Regions from separate parts of the Gossypium hirsutum genome. Here region 1 is linked to region 2. Evidence: chromatin contacts called from public Hi-C data. All regions are on one chromosome and are shown on one strand. Each heading gives the region's core, a stretch centred on a gene start, on an enhancer-like site or on the middle of the called end of the contact. The rest is flanking DNA. Distances are from core to core; before and after follow the strand shown. Region 1 holds the start of LOC107937175 (probable protein S-acyltransferase 15). Region 2 has its middle 18 kb from the start of LOC107934532.

Region 1 (7,007 bases), core at 1,079-3,578, 210 kb before region 2:
AGGTTGTCAAAGGCTGGGGCCAGATTAGGGTTGTTTTTATTCTTCCATGTTTGGGATCAGAAAATCAAGCGTAACCTAAAAAGTAAAAATGCATGCTTCTAGTATGATACTTTAACATATTCCCTAATATAAAGAAGAGAAATCCGCACAGATTCATAAGAAAACTGATGCAAGTAAAATTAAAAAGTAAGCCAGAGTTTATATTTGAAATAAGAGGATATGGATGGATTAAGGGTAAAACGTAAAAGAGTACGGGATCAACACAGTTCGGAGATATCTAACCGGAATTTGCACAAGATCTAAAAGACAATGGGTAAAAGCCGTAACCATCTAGATTTTGTATTTACTTCTATGTTGCCTTGACACTTCGTTTTCCCTAAAGTACTCAAGTACAACACCTGTATCCCACATATATATATTTTTTGAAGGTGTATCCTACATACATTTGGCCACAGATATAGGGGTAAGATTCTCCAAATATACGGAAAAACATACAAAAAAAAAGAGAGTATATCCACGTAGAGCACATACTCCTACTCTAAACTCATTCCCAAGACTAAGTAACATGGATTTGCTTCATACTCAGCTGGAAAAATACATGATCTTTCTACTAGCTGGAAAAAGATTACAGCAGACATGATTCTCCCCGCATACTTACCAAATAAATTTAGAAACAGGACAGGCACTTGCGAGAACTTATACACTTGATAAACGATATTAATTGTAACAACAATAAATTGCAGATACATATATTTAACTACATACTATTAACTACAACTTACATAAAAAATTTTGAGGGGAGTTGTTCCACTGTAATTCCAGTCCTTCTGACGGAAACAGCTTATTACAATTACCTAACAATGACAGGTTTTATATTACAACTCAGGGCAACATCAAATGGGTTTTAAAAAACAAGACAAGAAGAAAATGATACATACTGAGGAGTGGATGCTACCAATGGTTGCATAAAGTATAAGATTGAAGAAAGCTTTATAGTTCCAATAACCAACACAATTATTTATCCACAGGCAATGATGATCCTACACTCAATTTAGCATTCGAAACCATTATCAAAAGTTTCAAGGTCAAAGAAGTTTTTTTACTCGTACAAGAATTGGTTAAAGATAATGTCCTACCATCCTTAGTATGCATCTTTTGCAAACCCGGCAGTGATGTGTCCTCGGGGGTTTATATGCAGCACATTTGTCGCAATATTTTGATTGTAGAACCTAAATCATCCATTACTGAAGTCAGATTACATAACGAAGTTTGTTTCCCAAGCAGTAAAACAATCCTCCATCGATATAAAGCAAGTTATACTTACCCTGTGGAGGCTCTTTTTCTCAAAAAACGGTCTTTAGACCTCTAAAACGAACAATACGTCACAGTATTCTTATTCTAAAACCTAAATTATCCATCACTGAAGTTAAAGAGTACATAATGATCCTCCATTGATATAATGCGAGTCACCTTTTCCTATTGAGACTCTTTTTCTCAAAGGACAATCTTTAGACCTCTAAACCGGACAATACCTTATAATGGATATGGGCTAACAATCTTTGCATCAACAAATTATCAACTACAAAATTCTCTTGCTACAAACATAATCTTCTCTTATTAATTTCCATAAAACCATAGGCAAATTACATGTTACGGAAAATTTAAGGGTCAATATTAGATCCAATAAAAAACGTAAATGAGTATATTTTAAAAAAAAAACCCTAATTTCCCAAAATTTCAAGAAACTGGAAATAAAAGCCAAGATCTACCATTAAGACCCAAAATTTCATATTCATTCCCTAATCTTCCTAGTCAATAAGGAAAACCCAAATATCATCAAAACCTAATTGGGCCAAAAATTCAAAACTTTCTCTGAAACTATTTGATTCAATACAAAATTTTAGAAAGGGGGGAAATCTTACATTTTTCTTTGGCTCTTGATCTGAGGCAAAAGAAGCATCTTCAACATCAGGGATATAAGAAGAAGGAACACGGCCTGGGTCAGTAAGGACACCAACGAGGAAAGACAGGACACAAAGACAAGCCAAGGTGGTGAAGATCATGGAATTTAAAGACCCAGCTGAGGTCTGCAAACCAACCCAATCTTCAATTAAAATAAAAACTGTGATATAATAAACAAAACCCATCACCAAAAACACTGAAAAAATTGGAATCGAGAGGAAATTTTTCAATTTCATTTTTTTGGGGGAGAATTGTTGTTTGAGAATAACAGAGCTCAGGCATTAAAGGTTTTGGTACTCGTTGATGGAGAACATTAATTTCGTGTATAATTTTTGGGTTTCATGATCTAAAACATTTTAGATTATTTTGTGGTTTGGGCTAAGATTTTTGGGGCAATTTATAGTCCAACAATGTTTTTTTTGTCCTCTTTTCAAATTTCATTTTGGGCCAATTTCATTTTCACATCCATTCACTTTGTTGCTATTGCAACAGCATTGGGAGGATGTGAGTTCGACCTATGCTTGATTATGGGTCAGGTCAGGTTGGATTTAAGTTGAATTGATACAAAATTTTAAATTTTTTAGGTCCAGCTTAAAATATGGACTTAAAATTCTACTAAAACTCGATTCAAATTAAAAAAGCTAAAATCGAGCTTGACTCTGCCTGTCCATATTAAATTTTTTAGATTATTTTTTATATAAAAAATTTTTAAAAATATAACACATCAAGTACACTAAAAACATTAAAATAAATCAAATTGAAAAAACATTAAAAAATATTTATACTTAAATAACACTAAGATAGTTGCAACTTAACAAGCAAATACCTCTAAAATAGTAGCAAAATTAACAATAAAACAAGAGTTATACAATATTCAAACAATAACAAAAAAATAATAATAGCAATATAATAGCGAAATGATAACAAAACAGCTGATTCAGGCCGGGCTTGGGCATAAAAATTCTACCCAAGATCTAGTGCCTTATTTTTTGTCTAAATCCATTTTTCGAACCTATACTTTTGCCCAAATACTCTCCCTTTTCGAGTAAGCCTTCGGGATTTGGCAGATGACCTGACCCATGATCAGGCCTAGTTTTATTTAAAGATGATATAAAAATACGAAGACAAAAAGGATGAAAATGCATTTTTTATTACATAAGTGCCACCACTAAGACCTATACTATAAGTCCTATCGACATAATCAAAACCCCATTTCAAAGCTAAAGCATTACAAAAAAGGTTACCTTGTTTATAGTCTCCATTAAAAAGCAAACAGTAATCTCATATTTCTTAGTGAATTGGTGACACTGATACGACATTAGAGTCAACCAGAATCTCCTTACGTTCCAACCTAAAACAATCATGGCGATTTGGGAGGCTTGAACCCATTAGCGTTATCAGAATTGGAAGCATCAGCATTACCAGAAGGATTATAAGTTTCAAGACTTGAGCTGGAGTGCTGTAATCAACCTCAAGGGGTGGGAATGGAGGCATTTGTGCTTTCTGACTCTCATTCTCCTCTGTTCCCTAGATTCTCCACCTTATGTATGATATATAATGAGTCTTTGCCACTATCCTTCTCACTTCTCCTTCACTTGTTTCTTAAATTTTCACTTAGCTTATTAGCTACAACAACATTTCCTTTCAGATTGTTACCCTTCATACCAAAGCTACAATACTATTTTGATTCTATAGAAGGTGACATATTTAATGCACCTAAGGCTTGAATCTGGTAACAATAGCTCAACTCCAACATCAATTCTTAATCACGAGTTGGGGTCGAGACATAATCCAACTATTTGAGCTTGAGCTCAATTAAGATCATTTAATAATTTTTATATTCAAGTTCAAACTGGAGCTTGATTAAGCTTGTTCATATTCAAGCTCGAGTTTGTTCGTAATTAACATCATTTTATATAATAGGGGTAAAATTGTATTTTACAATATAAAAATAGCTTAATAGTATAAAAGGTCCTCAAAGAATTTCAAAAAAAAAAATCAATTAAGCCTCTCCCAACTTTGTGCATCCAATTGAACATCTATGTTATAACTTTAACCAATAAGACCTTTTGACCAATATTGATCATTAAAAAATTAATAAAAACATTGACATGATCGTTAATAGACGTCAAATCGACACTGATTGCTGAAAATAAAATAAAAAATTTAAAAAATATAAATATAAATCAAAATGAATCTAGACAAATAATTATTCATTTTCATTTGAATTCAAGCACCTATTTATCAAGATTCAGTTTAGAATAAAAAATTAAAAAAATTATTAAAATTATAAAAATTTTAAAATAATTAAAAACTATAAGAAAACATAAAAGAATTATAAAAAGCTCATTAAATTTACAATCAAACCATAATATATATATATTAAAATTCCAGTTATTTCAATTTAAAAGTATTCAATATTTTAAATTTTGTTTAACTTCTTATATACGTTCGTGTACTTAATGCCATTAATTTATACTTACATTCCACATTCTTATATTTCAATTGAAAATGATCTATCTTAATTTTGAATATATTTATATGAAAAAATAATTGATTTGAAATACCAAATGTATATGAAAAGATCCAATTTATGATTTTTTATAATTGTCATGTACTTTCAATAAATTTTATGATTTTTTACCATCTTAATTAATTTATAACATTTTTATGTTTTTATAAATTTTATGTTTTGAATTAACTTTTCATGATTTTTATAAAAAAATTCGTTTTTTTAATAATTTTAAAATGAATATGGACACCATGTCCAAAATCAAATGAATCTGGATAATCAGTTGTCTAAGTTCTTTTTAGATATTTTTTAAAAAGTTTAATTTTGTTTTGAAATTTTTTATTTTACTGATGTGGCAGTGCCACATTAGCATCTAGTGTTGACGAGGATCACCATGTCAATCTTTATTGGTTGACATGACATCTGTTAATGGTCATGTCAGCATTGCCTTTAATTCCTAATGGACAATGTCGATCAAAGGGTCTTACTAGTAAAAAGTTGATAAAAAGTTTATAGGGGATTAATTGATTTTTAATTTTTGAAATTCTTAAAGCGAAAAGCTCGTTAGGCTTGATGACTATTTGAATCAAGTACTATGGTGCTCAAATTCAACTCTATTAATAACTCAAGCTCGAGTTTAGCTCAATAATTACCAAATCGAGTTTAAATTTCTTAATCAAACTCGAATAATTCATAAATATTAGTGTCTCATTTATACCCTAATTTTGAATTCTTTCATAGTATATATATATAGACATATATGCATCAGTAAATAAAACCTTAATAATGTTATATATATGTATGTATGGTAAATGAAACCTTAATGCTTGTCATAAATCCCACAAATCTAGCTGTCTGTCCGTCATTTAAATTTGTGTTGTCTAAAATCGGAACGTACAATGTAAATGGATTATAATGATCACTCATTTCTCATCATCATCGCCCTTCAATTTCCTACTGTATTTTTTTTTTCTCAAAGCCTTAACTCTTTGTTATCATCATGCCTCCCAGGGGGGACCATTGCTGCTCAACTACACATGTTCATGGCCCAACCATATTACTTAATTTGTTTTAATCCAAGATTAAAAGAAGAATCATAGAATTCACTATATAAATCAATCGAATGAGTTATTGTAGAGCTACCTAATCAAAGGAAATGTGTGAGAAGGGGACCATGAATTTGTCTGATTCAGTGTTTCTTAAATTTGATGTATAAATAGCATATGGCTTGAAGGGTCGAGGAGAGCGTGAAGAAATTAAGAAGCAAACATAGTACTCTATGTATAAAAAGAAGGCTGTCATGCATTAAAATAAATAGATGGTCATGAATATATATTCTTTTTAAAAATGTGTATATGTATGTAGTGCCGACTGCAATAATGCTTTTCCCTAGGGTAGGTGAAGACAAGATATATCACCTGTATAAGTAAAATAATTATTTGGCTAGAAAGAGTGAAGAACTATTAATTTTATTTGGGAGAATATTGGATATTATTGATATGTGTTTAGGATTGGTATATTTGATTTTTTTTAAAATTAATCTATTTGAAAAATCTTTGGAAAAATGAAATTATCATATTTATGTGTGATATATTTGCATTAAAAACAAATACTTAAAAAATAAATAAATAGTGAAAGCAACAAATAAAAAAGAAAAAGAAAAAATTATTAACTAAATTCAATGAAACAGTATATATATAGTGATGATAGTGTATAAAATGAATTATTTTCAGCCCAAACATTACCATCAAAAGCCTATACACGTTGATATGAATATTACATGAAAAACCTTGAAAAAAAAAGGAATATTACATGAAAAATATAATTAAAATAAAGCATAACACAAAAAAATATATTTTATATATAGTGTAAACATGGGCATCTAGGGTTGATTTGCTCGGATAACATCGTACACTTTGAAGTTGTTTTTTTCTTCAGACTGAGTGGACCTGTTTGAAGAAGGAATGATTCAAATCACACTTTCATTTCCATTGTCAAAAATGACATAATAGCTTTTGTCACTAAATGCCACCACTTTATATATATAATTATATGTATATAGTTGATACCCATAATTACTTTCGGTTTTGACTAAATTCAATGGAATCAGGTCAATTTTTTAAATAGAAGATAAAGCTTTCCTAGACTCTTTTGGTTAAATTAATATTTTGTGTTTGAATCGGATCTATAATTTTTTTTCAAGTTAGTCCATGAACTTGACAATCTCACGTTTAAGCTATAACCTTTGTTTGTCCAAGTTAGTCATTGATATTACCTTAAAAACCTTGAAGTTCAAGTCTCAATATGAGAATAATTATCAAGTTCATGAGCTAACTTAGAAAAAAAAAAGTTTAGCCCCCAACCCCTGAACTTGGTAAACTTTTTTTGTTCAAGTTAGCCCCTGAATTTAGCAATTATTCCTACATTGAGGCTTGAATTTCTTTTTCAAATTAGTCCTGAACTTGGCAATTGTTCTCACATTGAAGTCTAAATTTCTTTTGTCCAAGTTAATCCTTAATAAATTCTTGAAAAA
Region 2 (6,075 bases), core at 3,411-5,910:
TTCGGAGGAATTTTTCACGTAATATTTGTGTTCGATCTTTTTTACTTTTTCTATTCCGTTGTTTATACAGGTCGATATCCAAAGAGGTTATTTTATAAGTCTTTCATATTTGGCTCTTAAAAGGTTTAATTTTAATTTTGGTGATGCATTTATACTTTAGTATCTAATATATTAACAATGTACTCTCTTTTTTTATTCCATAAACAGTTTTAAAAAATAGTTATTTATTTTTTTAAAATATTTCTTTTTTTAATATTTATTAATATCTCTATATAACACTTATCAATCATTACTTCTACTTGTAAAGTCTAAAAGCTCTACTAATATAATTAATATTTTTCTTCCCCAAATTAAAGGCATTGTTTTTGTTGAGAGAGTAGAATTGAAGCAACTTTGCAATAAAAATAAAGTATGGATGGGATGTATAAGGGATAAATCCTAAAATTATACATGAATTAAGATTTAATGTATAATTGTATATATAAATTTTAATTTGATCCAATTCTTGTAAATTATTAAAATAATTATTGATATAACATCATTTTATGTTTTTATATTGCATACATAAATAATATATTTATCCAATATAAAAATAAATTAATGTATTATTTCTTTAAATGTGTATGATTAAATCAAAATTAAAGTTTCAAGTATACACTTGGACCCCAATTAGAGTTTTATGTGTGTAATTATACCAAATTAAATTTCATGTATACAATTAGAGTTTCAAGTATACACATTAAATATTTTTTGGGTAAATTATAAAAATAGTCAATTTTGTTTGTCTCGGATGACATTTTAGTCACTTATGTTTGAAATGTTACGTTTTAGTCACTTACATTATCATTTTGTTATGAAGTGACCACTCTACCATTAAGCTCTATTACCTCCCTAAATGCTATTCTACGTGGCAGTCCAAATGAGTTTTAAATGTTAACTTGGATGTCTTACTTGGCAGTTCAAATTTAATTTATTTAATTAAAAACTTATTTCCATCCCAACAAATGGACATCTAAGTTGGCATTTAAAACCTATTTGGACTACCACGTAGGACTGCCGTTAGGGAGGCAACGAAGTTTAACTGTTGAATGACTACTTTGTAACAAAACGATAACGTAAGTGACTAAAACGTAACATTCAAACTTAAAGTGACTAAAATGTAATCTAAGGCAAATAAAAGTGACTATTTTTGTAGTTTACCCATATTATTTTATAAAAATCTAGAATATAAATATAAATTTCAAAATAATATATAAAAATTAAAAATTTTGTATAAATTAAAATAGGTATTTAAGTTTTAGAAAATTGTAAAAAAAATCTTAAATTTTTAAATATATATTCTAGAAAATTAGATTAATGGTTGAATTAGTTAGATTATTTGTTCTTTAGTTAAATCGATTCATCTAATTTGATTAAAAATTCATAAAAATGAAAAAAATATATTAAAAATTTAATTCAATTGATTTAATTATACATTCAAACTTATTTTTTAATCCGGTCCATATTGATTTACGAACCAATTGATTTAACCTCTTATTTCCAACCACGAACCGATATCCTGACCGTTATCGATCTAGCTAGTTCCAAAAACCATGTTTAATTTTTTCTCTGTACATATTATTCTCGTTTGTACGGGTTAATTATAAATTTATTATACTAACCAAATAAGTAATGCAGTTAAAATCTTTAATTAAATTGCTAATTTAGAAATCAACTTCTCTGCAATTTAAATTTTAAAAATTAATAAAAATTGCTTTGCCTTTTTTAAAAAATTATAGCTGTTAATTAAACGGAAAATTTATATTTTAACCTTTCTAAAAAATTAATAATTCTATTTAACTATTTTTTATCTTTGATACCTAAAATAGTAAATTTTAAATTTTTGAAGGTAATATTTTAGCTTTGTCCCCTAAAATTTTGTAACTTTTTTGAGTGCTCCTAAACAATATTATTGACTTTCACAAGACAAAAACTTTCCCACCATGGCGGAAACATAAATCATATGTATCCTTTGGACCATTGCTATTCTTGCTTCCAAATTGATTGCCATTAAAGTTGATTATATACATATATATAGATAGACAGATAGATAGATTGATATACTTCAACTGATGACACTTAATCCATCTTCAGTTTGAACAAACAAAGCATTGGAAGTTCCGACAAAAGGAAACATTGGAAAGCCTAAGATAATATCAAAGAGCTAAGACAAGTAGCTGGGAGTTTCACTCCATGAAGAACAAAAGAATCTTACCCTTTTTTTCAGTTCTGAATTGCTTCTCTGAAACCAAGTTCTTCGGCAATCATGACATGTTTTCTTTCGTGTCGTGTTTATCGCAAGTGTAAAACAGTTGACCAAAGAGAATAACAACCGCAAAATAGCTCATCCCATTACAGTTTCGATTTGAATCTCCAGTCACTTCTAACTCCATCCCATTCGTCTCCTTTATATTCCGACCCCCAACATAAAATTCTTGATTTCACCTTTATGGAAAGATTTGGCACTCGAAACTTTTGTAGAGATGGAAAGAATGTTGATTGGAAAAGGTGGTTTTAAACCGTAACAAAACCTTAAATCTTGAACACTTGATGCAATAAGATGAAGTTGTTTGTTGATGGTCATCTAAACATCATTTCTGCGGGTGTATTCTATCGGTTCGATTATCCAAAAACTGCTTGAACAAAGAATTGGCGAGATGAAAAATGGCTTAGATGACCATAAACAAACACATTCAATAATGCATTTTCATGAAAAGAAAAAGAACATATCCAATCTTGCATGTAAAATCAAGAGAATATGTTGATAATGTAGGATTATCCATTTTGGTCCAAACCTGCAAGTCTTTGCTAACATCATCCACACTTCAATAAAAAGCATATTCTGAGGAATAATTCACATGAAAAAGCATATGCTTTCAGAATATACTTATATTAGACTCTAATTGATTGGTATATGGAGGAATGAGGGTTTTAATTACTGGGCCATGCATCTTTTGGCATCTTCCTCATGTGTAGCAAATTGGAACAAGTCATTGACCATTTGGATCTATCTTGCTTTGATTCTTTATTTTTTTTTAATATGTTTCAAGAAACTTTAAAATATATGTTGTTCATATCTGAAATTCAAGTATGGTTAAGCTGAGTTCACAAACTCTAGTGTGATTGTGAAGGCTGAGGAACTAACATGATGTTACGCCAAGTGTCAAAGATAGATAAGACAACGTGCTTCGATTCCTCATCGGCCGGGAAGGATAAGAAACCTTATGGTAATTTATATAATGATGATAACCTTGTGTTGATAATAGTTTGGCCCTCCCAATCATTAATTTTTCAATTTTCAAAACAAAAAAATTTAGTTTTGCCTCCAAAATTCTATAATTTTATTCCGATCCTTTCATATCAAATTCTTTATTTCGCCCTTCCTCTTAGGAGTGTGTTTAATTTAAAGAATGTAAATTACCTTTAATAATAAAATTACGAGAATGTAAGATTATAGTATGGAATATCGATTATGTTATATTACCTTATTTGGTTCACTCAGTTGGAATGTAATATTTTAATGTTTGGTTGACGGAGTATAATATTACCTAAAAAAATATTTTACTAAATTGTTGTTATAGAATTTGTTTTTATAACATTAAATTTAATTCCTTTAATACTTTTTTAGTCTTATTTTTCATTAAATTATGGTAAGTCTTATTTTTATTACATCTTATATTTTGAAATAATTTTATAAATAATAATTACAATAATTAAGAAAAGTAATTATATCACTAACCATAATTTATTGATCATAATTAACATACTAATAGTACATATAATAATTATAATTTTTTAAAAAAAACATCTATGGTTTCATTGTTAAGAGAAAGAGAGGGTTTTGTTTTTAATTAGACTTAAATTTTATTTAAGAAAAAAGAATGAAATTGTTTGAAATAATAAAAAAAGGGTAAATTTATCCAAATTTTTTAATTCCACCTGTAATCTGAAATAGCTTAAAGAATGTAAAGTATTAAGATTATACTTTATATTTCGATATTGTTTAGAAATGTGAGATTTCTTGTGGAATGTTACATAATGTGAACCAAATGCAAGTATAATAAGGATTTGATTGATTTTCAATCCATCAAGCATTTCATGTTAACTTACATCTAAGAAATATACTCAAATGTTAATAATTCTAAGTACCATGGAGACCCTTGTAATAGGAGTTAGGTTGTATTTTGCCCCTTCTATTAAAAAAATAGTAAATTAGTATTTGTACATTAGATTAAAGAGCAACTTAGTCATTTTTGTTATAAAGCTCATCTATTTTTACTTTTAAAAATTGGTCTCTATATGTCAACATGACGTGCATGTGGCACGCCATGTGTCATTGTCTGGTTATTTGGTTATGCACGCTTGTTTTTAACAGTACAAATAAATGAAATTTTTAATAAAAATTACTAATTTACTCTTTGATCTAATGTATAAAGATTAATTTACTAATTTATTTGAGGGAACAAAATACATTTTAACTTCTAATACAAAACGTATGATACTTTTATCAATTTTTATCAAGTAAAGAATTACAGAACAAATTTTATACTCATTTAGGATGAGTGGCTTACTAGGCCCGTAGGCTTAGACCAATTATAAATGGGGGCCTTATTCAAGGATTTCAAGCCCAAGTTTGGTCAACCAATCCACCATAATTTCACACTGTGAATCAAGTTGAGTTGATGATGCCTTAAAGCTACATTCTAAAAGCTTAAACTTTGAAAAATATTCGTTGGGTTTAGGTATATGCAAACAGAAAAATCCAAATTCTGAAAAAATATTTGTAATAAAAGGTGTATGTGGTTTGAATGAGTAGAGTTAGATTTTTGAATAATAAAAAATATTACTACTTTTCTATTCTATAATAAAATTTAAATTCAAAATTAATGTTAATTAAAAATTTAAATACAAATTATTTATTACTTTATTTGTGCATCAATCGGGTCAAATTTGTTAAACTAAAATAATTGATAAGATCACACATCTTAATTATATCATTTATATTCTCTATTCAAATAAATTAGTTCCAATACTTTCTTTCTTTCTTTTTCAAAATTGTACTGAATTAAAAAAAAATTCATTCCCAATAAGATGATATTGTTGAAAGGAGCAGTTATAAACTCTGAATAGGAACTGTAAAATGAATATACATAATATAATAAAAAATTAAAAAACTTTAAGCTAGTGAACATACAATATACCCAAACTCACGTCCTTTTACATTGATAGCAATGCTTATGTTAATCGAATTAAGACTCAACCGGCGAGATATTTTTAACTTAAATTTGAATGAGATGTATATCTCAAATTTGGTTTTGATGATCAAAGGTGAGGCTTATAAATAGGCTGCTTGTGTCGCATATTGAATGGTGCATTTTAAGGTGTTGTTTGATAAATTAAAAAAAATCAAGTGTTGAAAATTTAAGTACTGAATTTAGGTTATAAATTTTATTTGATATACTACTTAAAATTAATTACGAAATATAGTTAGACTGTTTGATAAATATAGATTTTAAATTATAAAAAATTTATATTCTACATTTTATCTTTATTTTTTTAAACATTTCACCTTATTCTAAACAAAAATTAAAATTTTAAATATAAAGTTTTTATAAGATAATATACCATTAAAATAAATATAAAGTAAAATTGAAATAATTGAAAATATTCTCTATTAAGTGATAAGTTACTCTTATCTACTTATTATTTTCCATACTTTTTTTATAGAAAATATTCTATCAAAAAAATTTTAATTTTGGATTATCAAACATGCATAAAAAATTAATTTTCAATGGTTTATCAAATAAAGCCTAGCACTACATTTGGTTCGTTGTAATGGAATAGATCAGCTTTAATCAATAATTCAACTGTTTAGTTGAATGGAATGGAATAGAATTGTGATAGTATTCTTTTGTTTGTTGAATGGACTATTGTAATAGCATAAGAAAAAAAACTTAAAATGACCAGAATACCCTTAATAGAATTTTTTTGTAGGTAATTAATTATTGTTGTTGTTATTACATTTTAATAGGATTA

The links. Hi-C and Micro-C count contacts between places; a contact is called where the count stands out from the background.
Region 1: a contact with region 2 is called in a Hi-C map of leaf, with 3 times the contacts expected there. The contact joins the promoter of LOC107937175 here to the enhancer-like site in region 2. A contact is called at or near these places in 18 of 34 Hi-C or Micro-C datasets (anther, callus, cotyledon and 4 more).

Annotation. Positions count from the first base shown.
Region 1 is chrA10:111,007,093-111,014,099 of Gossypium_hirsutum_v2.1, reverse strand. It overlaps LOC107937175 (probable protein S-acyltransferase 15), which reads right to left and starts at 2,328. Exons shown (of 7, transcript XM_016870019.2): 1 at 1,923-2,328; 2 at 1,137-1,229; 3 at 939-1,040; 4 at 783-854. The coding sequence starts at 2,198. LOC121207712 (a long non-coding RNA gene) reads right to left here. Exons shown (of 2, transcript XR_005902833.1): 2 at 6,239-7,007.
Region 2 is chrA10:110,800,061-110,806,135 of Gossypium_hirsutum_v2.1, reverse strand. It overlaps the pseudogene LOC121208099. Among protein-coding and RNA genes, the nearest start is that of LOC107934532, 18 kb to the right of the region's middle. Within about 2 kb of position 4,660, at least 4 of the 9 cell types and tissues checked have an H3K27ac peak or open chromatin away from gene starts, as enhancers often do. A contact at or near this core is called in hypocotyl and leaf, where this site is marked.